Regions from separate parts of the Mus musculus genome. Here region 1 is linked to region 2. Evidence: chromatin contacts called from public promoter capture Hi-C data. All regions are on one chromosome and are shown on one strand. Each heading gives the region's core, a stretch centred on a gene start, on an enhancer-like site or on the middle of the called end of the contact. The rest is flanking DNA. Distances are from core to core; before and after follow the strand shown.

What was found. Capture Hi-C pulls out chosen DNA fragments and counts their contacts.
Region 1: a contact with region 2 is called in a promoter capture Hi-C map of adipose tissue. The contact joins the promoter of Cdc42ep1 here to the promoter of Cyth4 in region 2. A contact is called at or near these places in 19 of 39 promoter capture datasets (3T3-L1-derived adipocytes, the C10 cell line, the HPC-7 cell line and 11 more), 4 of 15 datasets of contacts at CTCF or cohesin (embryonic stem cells, hippocampal excitatory neurons, large pre-B cells and 1 more), 24 of 484 Hi-C or Micro-C datasets (B cells, the C10 cell line, CD4 T cells and 14 more), 17 of 115 datasets of contacts at active chromatin or transcription factors (Th17 cells, acute myeloid leukemia, astrocytes and 11 more) and 4 of 9 other capture datasets (adipose tissue, embryonic stem cells, liver and 1 more).

What each region holds. Positions count from the first base shown.
Region 1 is chr15:78,838,848-78,844,322 of GRCm38.p6, reverse strand. Cdc42ep1 (CDC42 effector protein (Rho GTPase binding) 1) reads right to left here and starts at 1,676. Exons shown (of 3, transcript NM_027219.3): 1 at 1,598-1,676.
Region 2 is chr15:78,593,436-78,598,504 of GRCm38.p6, reverse strand. It overlaps Cyth4 (cytohesin 4), which reads right to left and starts at 1,458. Exons shown (of 13, transcript NM_028195.3): 1 at 1,286-1,458. The coding sequence starts at 1,304.

The DNA.
Region 1 (5,475 bases), core at 427-2,926, 250 kb before region 2:
TGCCTGACCCGGATCTAAGGTACTGGAACCTTTCGTGTCTCAAAGGCCCAGGCAATCGCCCCTGTAAAGGTTCCCGGCTCCCATTTTACATGGGGGTTGGGGGAAGAGACCCAGATCACAGAACAAAAACAGCGTGAACCCTGGAGCTGACATTTTACCAACACTGGCAGAATGGCCTTGCCCTCTGAGAGAAGGTGGTAGCTAAGGAGAAGCTAGCATGAGAGGAACGGGACTCAGGCTCTGCACTTCGGCATCCGGGACCAGGGCATGAGTGGCCACAGTGAGGCTTAGTACCCCCACAGAACTCTTATATTTACTGTGCAATGGTCTGGGCACGTGGCCAGGGCTCCCTCAGTAGTAATGACCACAGGGACAAGTTTTGGGGCATTGGCCGGCTCCACTCACTCAGAGGCCAACGGGGTGGATGTGGAGGCAAGGAAGTGGGGTAAGAGAAGCCACTCCGATGGTGGGGAAAGAGAGGGAGCAGAGCAGAAGAGCAGAAGCGCTGCTCCTTGGAGTACCCAGACACACCCTCAGGCAGGTGTGCAGAGCCCCACCTCCCGGACAGCCTGCTGGGGGCGCCGGAGGGGAAGTGTGGGTACAGTGGCTCTTTGATAGATAGCAACACTGAAACCGCGGGATTTTGTTGCTTCCTATTTTCCCCAATTTGTGACATTTGAGATTAGAAGTCCTCCAGGGACATCCCCTCAAAGTCCAGCACTTTGGGGTGGAAGACAGGGAAACTAAGACAAACTGCCCAGAGTCACTGTCCCAGATCAGACTTCTCTGAACTTCGTTGAGCCGGTAGGACAGAAGGGAACCACTGGAAAGTGGGAGGAAAGACGTGTGTGTTGTTGAAAAGGTCTTGCTATATATCTCCCAGGCTGACCTCGAAATTGTGACCGTCCTGCCTCAGTTTCCCAAGTGGTGGCGGTATTAAATTGTGTGTGACACTACCGACTAAGACGTCTTCTTGCCCCAGCACCCCAAGTTAAAGCTAGGCAGTCCCCCCCTCCACCGCTGTGCTCTCTCAGCCTCAGTTTCCCAGTGTAGAAAAACGGCCTTCAAACTTGGCGAGTTGGGACAAGGGCACAATCAGTTGGGATGGGAAGTCCAGGAAAAACTTCAACCAGGAAACATTCCCTTCTGGGAACCTCATAAGAGAGACTTTGGGAGAGTCTCTCGCTCCCGTCCGGCGCGGGCAGAGGGCAGCGGCTGCCGTGGCCAGAAGGGAACCGGACGGGATGACCTCATCCGCTGCTCCAGCCTGGAATGCAGCTGGGGAGGGGGCAGGGTGCCCTGTCCCCATCGTCCGTCCCCCCCACCCCCCAGCTTCCCGCTCCCGCGCTGGCGTCGCCGAGAGGCCCTGGGGTCCCTTCCCTTCCGCTGCCCGCGCAGGAACGCGGCAGACGGCCCTGGGCACCTCTGCTCGCGTCCCAGTATACTGCGTTACCCTTCGGTTTTGGTGCCCTGAGCCGTCCCGCAACGTGACAAAACCACCCGAGAAGTCTGAACTTTCCAGCCTCCTACGGATTGGCCCCGCGCACCCTCCGCGCCCAGGACTGTACGCACTCCCCCGGCCCGCGCCCACGATTACCTCGTGTCGTCGAGCCCGGGGGGTCCAGGGGCGGGCGCGGCGGCGGCGCGTCCCAGCGCTACCCGAGAGTCGCTGGGCCGGTCTGCGCCGCCCTGGCCGCGGGCTCGGCCGCCAGATCCCGGGGCGGGGGCGGGCTGCGGGCTCCCTCCGCCCCTGCTCCGCCCGCGGCGGCCGCGCCCCCTCCCGGGCTGGCTGGCCACGCCGCGAGCGCTGCAGTGGCGCGGCAGGGATGCCAAGCCAGGCCAGGCCCCTGCCCACCACCCCTAGGCGGGGCGACCTCGGGAATGTTCGCTCTGTCTTGAGCCCGGACTGCCTGGAGGAGGCCACTGGGACTCTTTGCTGCCCACTGCTCCTTAGATGACCTCGGGGAGTCCAGGATTGACAGCCCTGTCCTGGGCCTCCAGCCTTTCCTTGCTGGGGCGGGAGGAACTGACCAGAAGACTCGCTGGAATTTTTTTCTTTCTTTCTTTCTTTCTTTCTTTCTTTCTTTCTTTCTTTCTTTCTTTCTTTCTTTCTTTCTTTTTTTTTTAAATGTGGGGCATTCACTCTTTCCCATTTTCTCCATTCCCCATTCCTGGCAACCCAATACAAGCCCCGTCGGGTGCCAGCAGAATATTTAGCTGCTCTGGGGAAGAGGCCTTTACAGCTGACCACTATGTAGAGGGGTGTAGGGTAACCTGTGATAATCTCATGGACCCTTAAGCTGGGATGGCCCTTGTTCCTCCTTGCCTTTCAAGTGTCTCAGTTTCCCCATGGGGCCGGAGACAGGGCTCAGCAGTTAAGAGTGCTTTATGCTCTTCCAGAGGATGGAAGTTCTGTTCCCAGAAACACACACACACACACACACACACACACACACACACACACACATACCCCTACTATAGTGGAGTTATCAAAGCAGACATCAGATATTACATTATCTTCTGTTCTCCGCTCTAACAACTAAGAGAGTTGCTGAACAGGTAAATGAGGTCACACCTTAGAAACCTTTAGTGAGGCCCCCACTACTTCAAAGAAGGCACAAAGCCAGCCATGCTCAAGAAGACAGATCCTAGGCCCCTCCATCCGTGTACCCTCTGATTTTTCTGTGACGACAGACAGACAGGAATCCTGGGGGCTGTGTGTGGCAGTACATGTCCCTAAGGTAGTCTGGGAGTGGGGTATTGAGCAAGGTTCCCTAAAGGAGCAGGAAGCCAGGTTAAGTTTTAAATAGAGATGCAGAGGGCCTAGGAAGTTCACACTGGACAGACTGTGGGCAAAGGCTTTGAGCTCAGAGGCAGGGATGGAGCTGGGCGGTACTGTCCCTGCAGGGGTGAGGAGCCCTAAGGACCGAGGGGGACAGGACAGGACAAGCTCTTACTCCTCCCTCACAGAATGCTGTGCTTCAGGGTTGGCACTCTAAACCCTCACGCTAGCCGACAGGGGGTGGATCATTTTTTCCCAGATGGACAGATGGAGAAACTGAGGCCCAGAGAACACCAGTGGCAGGCAGAGAAGACTGAGATACAGCAGTTCCAGATCTTTCCCCCCAGGGCCACCCAGGGAAATTGGGGACAGTGTCCCAAAGACTCAGAGGCACAGAAACTCATGGAACACTGTGGGAGAGAACTGGGCCGGGCAGGGCCTGGGTATTTAACTATGGTCAGGTGTCTGTGCGTGCATATGTGCGTGCATAGGTGCAATTAAAAATCGCTCAGCTTTTATTGCGCACCTAACGCATACCACGTGTAATCACATTTAATCTCCGTGACAGCTCCATGGGGACAATCCTGTCATCGGGTCTGTTTTGCAGAAAGAGTGAAGTGACTTGTCCATGGCCTCCTCCTTTGGCAGGATGGCCGCATTTCCTGTTTGTAGGGAGCACCAGTGCCCCAGTGTGATTAGCAATAGCCCTTACTTTCCCTCTCAAAGGTGTTCTGGCTGGCTGGAAAACGACTTATCCCTCCAGTCAGGGTTCCTGGAGCAACTCAGAATAATTGGCTCTGTGTCAAAGACCCAGAGTGCCAGGCTAGCTGTGAGCACAGGGTAGACATCTCTTTAAAATGGGCCTAGCTCCAGGGCAGGCATTTACCATACCTGAGGGTGTGTTTGCAGTCTTTGCTTTGTTTGTTGAGACAACATCTTACTATGGATGGAGCATCCCAGCAGCCTGGAGTTCATTATATAGACCAGGCTGGCCTTAAACTCACAGAGCTCTGTCTGCCCCTGCCTCTGGTGTGCCGGGAGCAAAAGCTTGCATCATCACAGAAGCTGATGGGAGAAAGCTGTCTGGATGCAAGTGTTTACTCTCCTCCACTCTTGCGCCATCCTCTGTACCCTGGCTCAGTGGTTCAGAACCTCCTAACCTCTGGACCAGATTCCAGGGACTCCCTCTCTCCCAGCTGGTGGTGTGGCAATCTTGTGGACCGACATTGTCTTCCCATTGTACAGATGGGGGAACTGAGGGTGAGAGGGACCCTTGCTCACAGTTGTAGGTTGTCTCTAGGTAAGTCTATCTCCATGTAGGCTGCATTCCCTGCTCCTGGTCCCACTCCAGATTGAAGGCTCTGACTCAGTTTCCTCTGGAAAATGGTAGGAAAAGAAGAGTCTTGGGATCCAGGAATCAGGGGTGAGCACCCCCCCTCTTCTTGCATCTTTCTCCTCTTCTGAGTTTCTGAAGTCCCCTGTCTGCCTCCAAGGCTGTGGTGTGCCAGGAGTGCAGGAGTTAACTCTACCAGAGCCCTAATTACCATGCAGGATGCAGAACAAATGGCTCCCAGCTGGGGAAGGAAAGGGGAGCTCTGCTGACAAGAGACGCCTGGGATTCTCCGGTACTAAAAGCACCAAGCCCTAGGGCTCTGTACTCCCAGGGCTCAGCTGCCCTGACTTCACCCTTATAGACTGGGATGGGGATTTATGGGAAGAAAATATGTCTGAGCAGGGAGCTCTCTAGGAAAGTAGAGCTGTCTAGGAAGGTGGGGAGGGGGACACAGGCTAAGATGGGGTACTTCCCACCTGGGGCACCCTTTTGTAGAGAGCAGAGAACTTTGGGGCTAGGTGAGTTGGCTTGGCTATATCTAGTCTATCAGCCCTTCCTGGGCAGCATGCTTCCTTGGACTTCAAAGTCTGGCTGGATTGATGTCCAGTTTATTTCTCACTGGCCCAGGGTTCCTAGTCTTCTGTGTCTTATATGCCCAGGGGTCCATCCACCCACAGTTGCAGAGGCTGATTTATCCAGATACCTAGCTGCCTATCCCTTCCCACCTATCTCTTCACCCTTCGTCCATTTACACACTGCTCACACACTCATCTTTTGATCCACAACCTATATACCCATCCACTCACCCAACTGCTTACCTACTCTTCCACTCTGCCCTCCACCCACCCACCCATGGACACTTCTGCTCCTTGGGCGTCCATGCTCTCTCTTTCCTCCAGCAGCCCTAACCACTACCCCATCTGACCACCGGCTGTGCATCATCATCTCGTTCAGTTACTCCTTTTACACTCCATTCAGTGATCCCCTTGCACAGACTCACTCTTGGCTTTCTGCAGGGGCCCAAACCTCTGAGCCTGTACACACACACATGCATGTGCTCGTACACTCACACGCACACACGCGGGCACACACACACACACACATGCACACATACACACATATGCACACACACACACACACACATGCACACACACACATACACGTGAGTCATGCCCACTGACGGGCCACTCTGAGGCCCTCCAGAAGCCATCTCTCAAGCTGGTCTGGCCTCCATGGGGGCATCTGTTTGCCAGGGAGGGTTCAGCGAGATGCTTTCTTGGCATTTGCACTCCTGGCCTGTTTGAGGAATGATCCTCATCCCTTCACCTGGACCCAACCTCAGGAAGGCCTGCATCTTCTC
Region 2 (5,069 bases), core at 209-2,708:
GGAGATCTTTGGTGGCCAGAGCCACAGCCTCTTCTTATATTATGTCCTGTCAAAGCCCCCTGTATCCCGACCATAAATAAATGGCTGTTGAAAGAGTCTGAGGGAGCCAGGTGCAGTGGTGGTGCACACCTTTAATCCCAGCACTTGGGAGGCAGAGGCAGGCAGGTCTCTGTGAGTTTGAGGCCAACCTGGTCTACAGAGCTAGTTCCAGGACAGTCAAGGCTACATGGAGAAACACTGTCTCCAAAAATCTAAAAATAAAGGGGGTGGGGATAAGAAAGAGAGAGAGAGAGAGAGAGAGAGAGAGAGAGAGAGAGAGAGAGAGAGAGAGAACAAACAAAAGAAAGGAAGGAAGGAAGAACCTGATCGGTTTCTGGAATACAGAACAAGGCATAGCATCTGGAGAATACCCAGCACCAGTGAGCAGGGCTCAGCACCAGTGGGCGGGGCTCAGCACCAGTGGGCGGGGCTCAGCACCAGTGGGCGGGGCCCAGTGCTGGTGGGTGGGGCCTGGCTGTTAAGGGTTAGGTATCATTTGGAGAATCTGTCACTCTGAACCAGTCATATAGACCTGGGGATCCAGACAGCCAGCAGCTGCAGTCCCTCAGAGCCCAGAACTCCAAGAGAACTCTCTGAGGGTACAGGGACATGGCTCCACCCACAGCCCTGCTCTCTGCTCCCTGAGAACCACACCAGCCTGTCCCTCCCATTTCCTTTTTCTCTGTCCCTCAGACCCACCGCCCTGGTTACTGAGTGAACAGGGCCTACTGTGCCAGGGCCTCATTGAATGAATGTTACTCCTTCAGGCAGTGTCCCCAGCCTCCATCAAACGTCACCAGACCCCAGGAGCTAAGAAGACTCTGTAGGGCCCTCACAGGGTCTAGGCAGGTGTCACCACCAACAATATCCACCTTCATCAGAAGTCATTCTTCCCAGGTCCCTTATGGGGGGCCTTCCCTCCTGAAAACTCTTCCTTGGAACTCCCAAGAACTCTGCTGAGCCGCGTCGGCCTGAGCACTCCCAATTCCTTCTTCCCTCGTCCTTGATCTCCTGTTTTATCTATCTTTTATCTCGTTTGTCATCATCCACCTCATAGTGCAGAGCCCAGGAGGTAAGCAACCACTCAGATGCCTGTGGGACCCCGAGGCCTGGAGTCTAGCCCGGTGCCTACCTCTGCACATGGAGTTTGAGGTTTTCTTTCCTGGCCTTCTGGGCACGGCTGCCCTTGATTCCCTGTTCTGCCGGAGGAAAGGACTGAGGCCCGTGGCTGGGACCTATCGCTTACCTGTGTGACACACATCCATTCTGAAGCCCAGGGGAAAGGTGGCCCAGCTGCTTGCCTTGCCAGCTCAGCTGCTGCTCTGGTGGGTAGCCAAGAGGACCAGTCATGGCCCCTTCCTGCCTGCCCCGCCCAGACCCTGTGGGAGGAAGTCAGCCCTGGCCACAGGGGTCTGTGCGCAGGCTCCTGACACAGAGCGCACTTCCTAAAGGCAGTTGAGTTTCACCAGTTAGCTCAGACCCTGGCATCTGAGTACTTGGAAAGTGGGGAAGCAGAAGGAAGACAGAGCTAGGGCAGGGGAGTGGGGGTGGGTGGATAAAGACAAACAGACAGACAGACAGACAGGTGGATTATGGGCCCCCACAAGCTCAGTCACAGGGGAAGAAGGTCCTAACGATGGACCTTCTCTGGGGGGCGCGGGTCTTTACCCAGCAACCTCTTTAAATATAAGCCAAAAGATTTCCCAGCTTCTAGGGTCCTCTCTGAACTCCCCTGAATCAAATCTCATTGGAGAAAAGACAAGTCATTCAGGGATGGGGGAGGGGCTTTGCTTTTTTTTTTTTTTTTAAAGAAATGCCCCCCCCCCCCCCCACGTCTCACAAAGTGTCTAATTTCCCTCTCTCCCCGGGCCGCTAGGAAACTCACCATCAAATCTGTACAATCCTTCCATGTGACTTTGTGGCCAGATCCAGTTGTTTGACCCTCAGCATCTCCACTCAGGCAGGTGTCACCACCAACAGGGTGCATGTGACTTCGGGCTAGTCAACCTATTACACCGAGTCTCATTTGGCTTGCGTCCGAAGAGAGTATGCACACTCAACCTTGGGAATGTAGAAAGAGCAGTGTAAGATTCTTGGAATGTAGTAGGTGTTCAAAAAATGATTTTCCTTTAGGCTTTAACTGCCCCCCCCCCAGCTGCCCCATTGTTGACTGCTTTGTTTCTCAGGCCTTTTCTGGTGAGTTGGTTCAGATCCTGCAGAGAAAAAGGGATGGCTGACAGAAACTTCAGTCAGAGGAGCGCTTACTCTTTGGAATTCAGGGCACATCCTGGCTCACTGATCTGTTTCCAATCTATTTAGAAGTCCAGTGAGGGCAAGGTCACATTTGTGTCCTAGTCTCTCGTAAAATGTGAGGAGAAAGGAGTGTTCAAGTGAGGATGAACTAATGAATGAGTGAATGAATGAATACACCCAGGGAAGATAGGCATGTAGTTCCTTCCTTGAGTGATGCAGACATTTCCGGCCTGGAGGTATAGGCCTGTCATCCTGGCTTCTTGGGAGACTGAGGCAGGAGGATTAAAAATTCAAGCCTGATCCAGTGAAAACCTGTCTTAAAATAAGAAACAAGAAGAGGGTTGGGGACATAGCTCATGGGTAGAGAGCTTGTCTAGCATAGCCAAGGCCCTGCACATGCACACGCACACACAGAAGTGGGGTGTGCCCCCCCCCCCACCGCCTGGAGTCTGAGCTCAACCCTGTGTCTTTGACCCAAAGTCTAGCTGAGAGAGTGGTGCAGTTTTATGTATCAACAACAGGGGGCGCCCTGGAGGCCTGGATTAATCTGGTTTACGGAATGGAGCAGGCTGGCCTCTGCAGCATTCTGGCTTTCCAGATGCCCTGTGTCTCCCACTTCTGTCCTTTCTCATCCAAGTTTGGCCACAGGACTTGCTAAGAAACAGGATCCTCCACAGGCAGCAGGAAGGTGGGAGCTAGTGCTTGCGGGTGGGGTGGGCTACAGCAGGGACAGAGAACTGGGGGAAAAGGTCCCCATTGCCACATCGAAATTCACCCTTAGGAATTTCTCCCGCCCCTGAGACCCCTCCCAGGATTACTGGTCATTAGCTAATGTGGGCAGCATCTGACCGCAATGGCGATCAGTTTACATTATGTAGGAGGAGCCAGTGCCTGTCATTAAAGGGACCATGACTTGGGTGATCATCAGGGTGGTTAGTGTAAATTGTCAACTTGACAGAGTCTAGAGCCCCCTGGGAGACAGGCCTCTGGACATGTCTGTGGGGGTCATCTTAGTTTTTGTTAATCAGGAAGGGGAGACCTGCCCACTGTGGGTGGCGCCATTCCCTGGCTGGCTTCCTGGACTGCATAAACAGAGACAGGAAGCTGAGCAGCAGCAGTGTGCTCATCTATCTTCCTCAGCTTCCTGACTGTGGGTGGAATTTCACTGGCTGCTTCAATCTGCTGCCTTGCCTCTTCTGTCATGGCGGACTGTACCTTTGAGCTCTGAGAAGAATAGAAACTAAGTTGCTTTTGTCAGAATATAATGTCATAGCAACAGGGAAAACAAACAAACACTAAGACAGCAACTAGGACAATGATGGCAAACCACAGTTCAGATGGCTTCCCTGCCCTGATAGTAAATATGTAACTCCTCCTGAAGGAGGGACTGATTGGCTCAGTCCTAGAGCGTCAGGACTGGGTTTGGACTGGGGCTATAGATGCCAGAAAGAAGACCTGAGCATCGCGCCTACACCTGTAGTGCTAGCATTTGGGAGGTGGAAGCAAGAGGAATTAGGAGTTCAAAGTCATTCTTGGCTATATTGGTGAGTTAGAGGCCAGCCTGGGCTACATGACACCCTATCTCAAAAACTGAAAAGACAAGGGGAGGAGAGCAAGGAGAGTGGCCATGAAGAAGCCACAGGCATCTCATTGCTACTGTGTCACCAAGGAGGATCTGGGGAGGAGGGCTAGCTTTCATGGGCAGGCAGAGAACCACCGTGGGATCACAATGCTGGAAACTGAGGTCCTGTCTGGAAGTCTTCTCTGGTCCCATTTTACAGACCCAGAGAGTGAGGTTTACAGACCTTCCTGCTGAGATCCAACCTCCAACTGTTGTTCTCTGTGGAGACACCTGTCTGGACATGGGGTCTTCTAAGTGACACTTGTCAGCTGGGGTGGCAGGCTGCCATGGAAAACCAGATGGTAGAGCCTTCAGAAATCGTGCTCCTCACACGTGCACCCACCCCTGCTGCTCTTGTGGCGTTTGTGGGTTCATGCCTTCGGTGTCTGTTGCACCCAAGAGCCCTGGAGAAGCAAGGGCTGCCTAGCTGCCTATCCTAGACTCAGGGCCTGGGTTCAGGCCACCACCCTGTCTCAGGGCAGTGCTGGGTCTCTAGGACCTGGGCTTCAAAATCTGGGTCTGCAGAGGCTGCACACACCGGATCTGTGGGGTCCGAGGACAGTATGGGGTTAGAGCGTGCTCAAGACTTTTCTTCCCTTCAGGTGTGTCAGGCTCAGAGATGAAGGGACCTTTGCCTTTGAAAGACTTAAATATGAGGACTGGGGAGACATCTCAGTTAGTGAAGTACTTTTTATAAGAGCAGGAGGACCCACATTCAGCCTCATGGGTTTTGTTACTTTTCTGTTGCTGTTACAAAATTCCATGACCAGGGCAACTTAATGAAGAAAGTATCTAACTGGGCTCACAGTACCAGTCCATCACCACTGTAGTGGGGAACACAGCAGCAGGGAGGTAGGCATGGCTCTGGAGCAGCTGAGCTCACATCTTGATCCACAAGTAGCAAGGCGGGGGGGGGGGGGGGGGGAGAGAGAGAGGGAGGGAGGGAGAGAGGAGAGAGAGAGACAGAGAGAGAGCGACAGAGAGAGAGCAACAGAGAGAGAGAGAGAGAGAGAGAGAGAGAGAGAGAGAGAGAGAGAGAGAGAGAGAAGTGGAGAGAGATTGAGGAAAATACCCTGGCCTTCACTTGTGTGTGTGTGTGCTGTCCTCAGAGCCCACAGATCCAGTGTGCAATATCACACACACACACACTAAATAG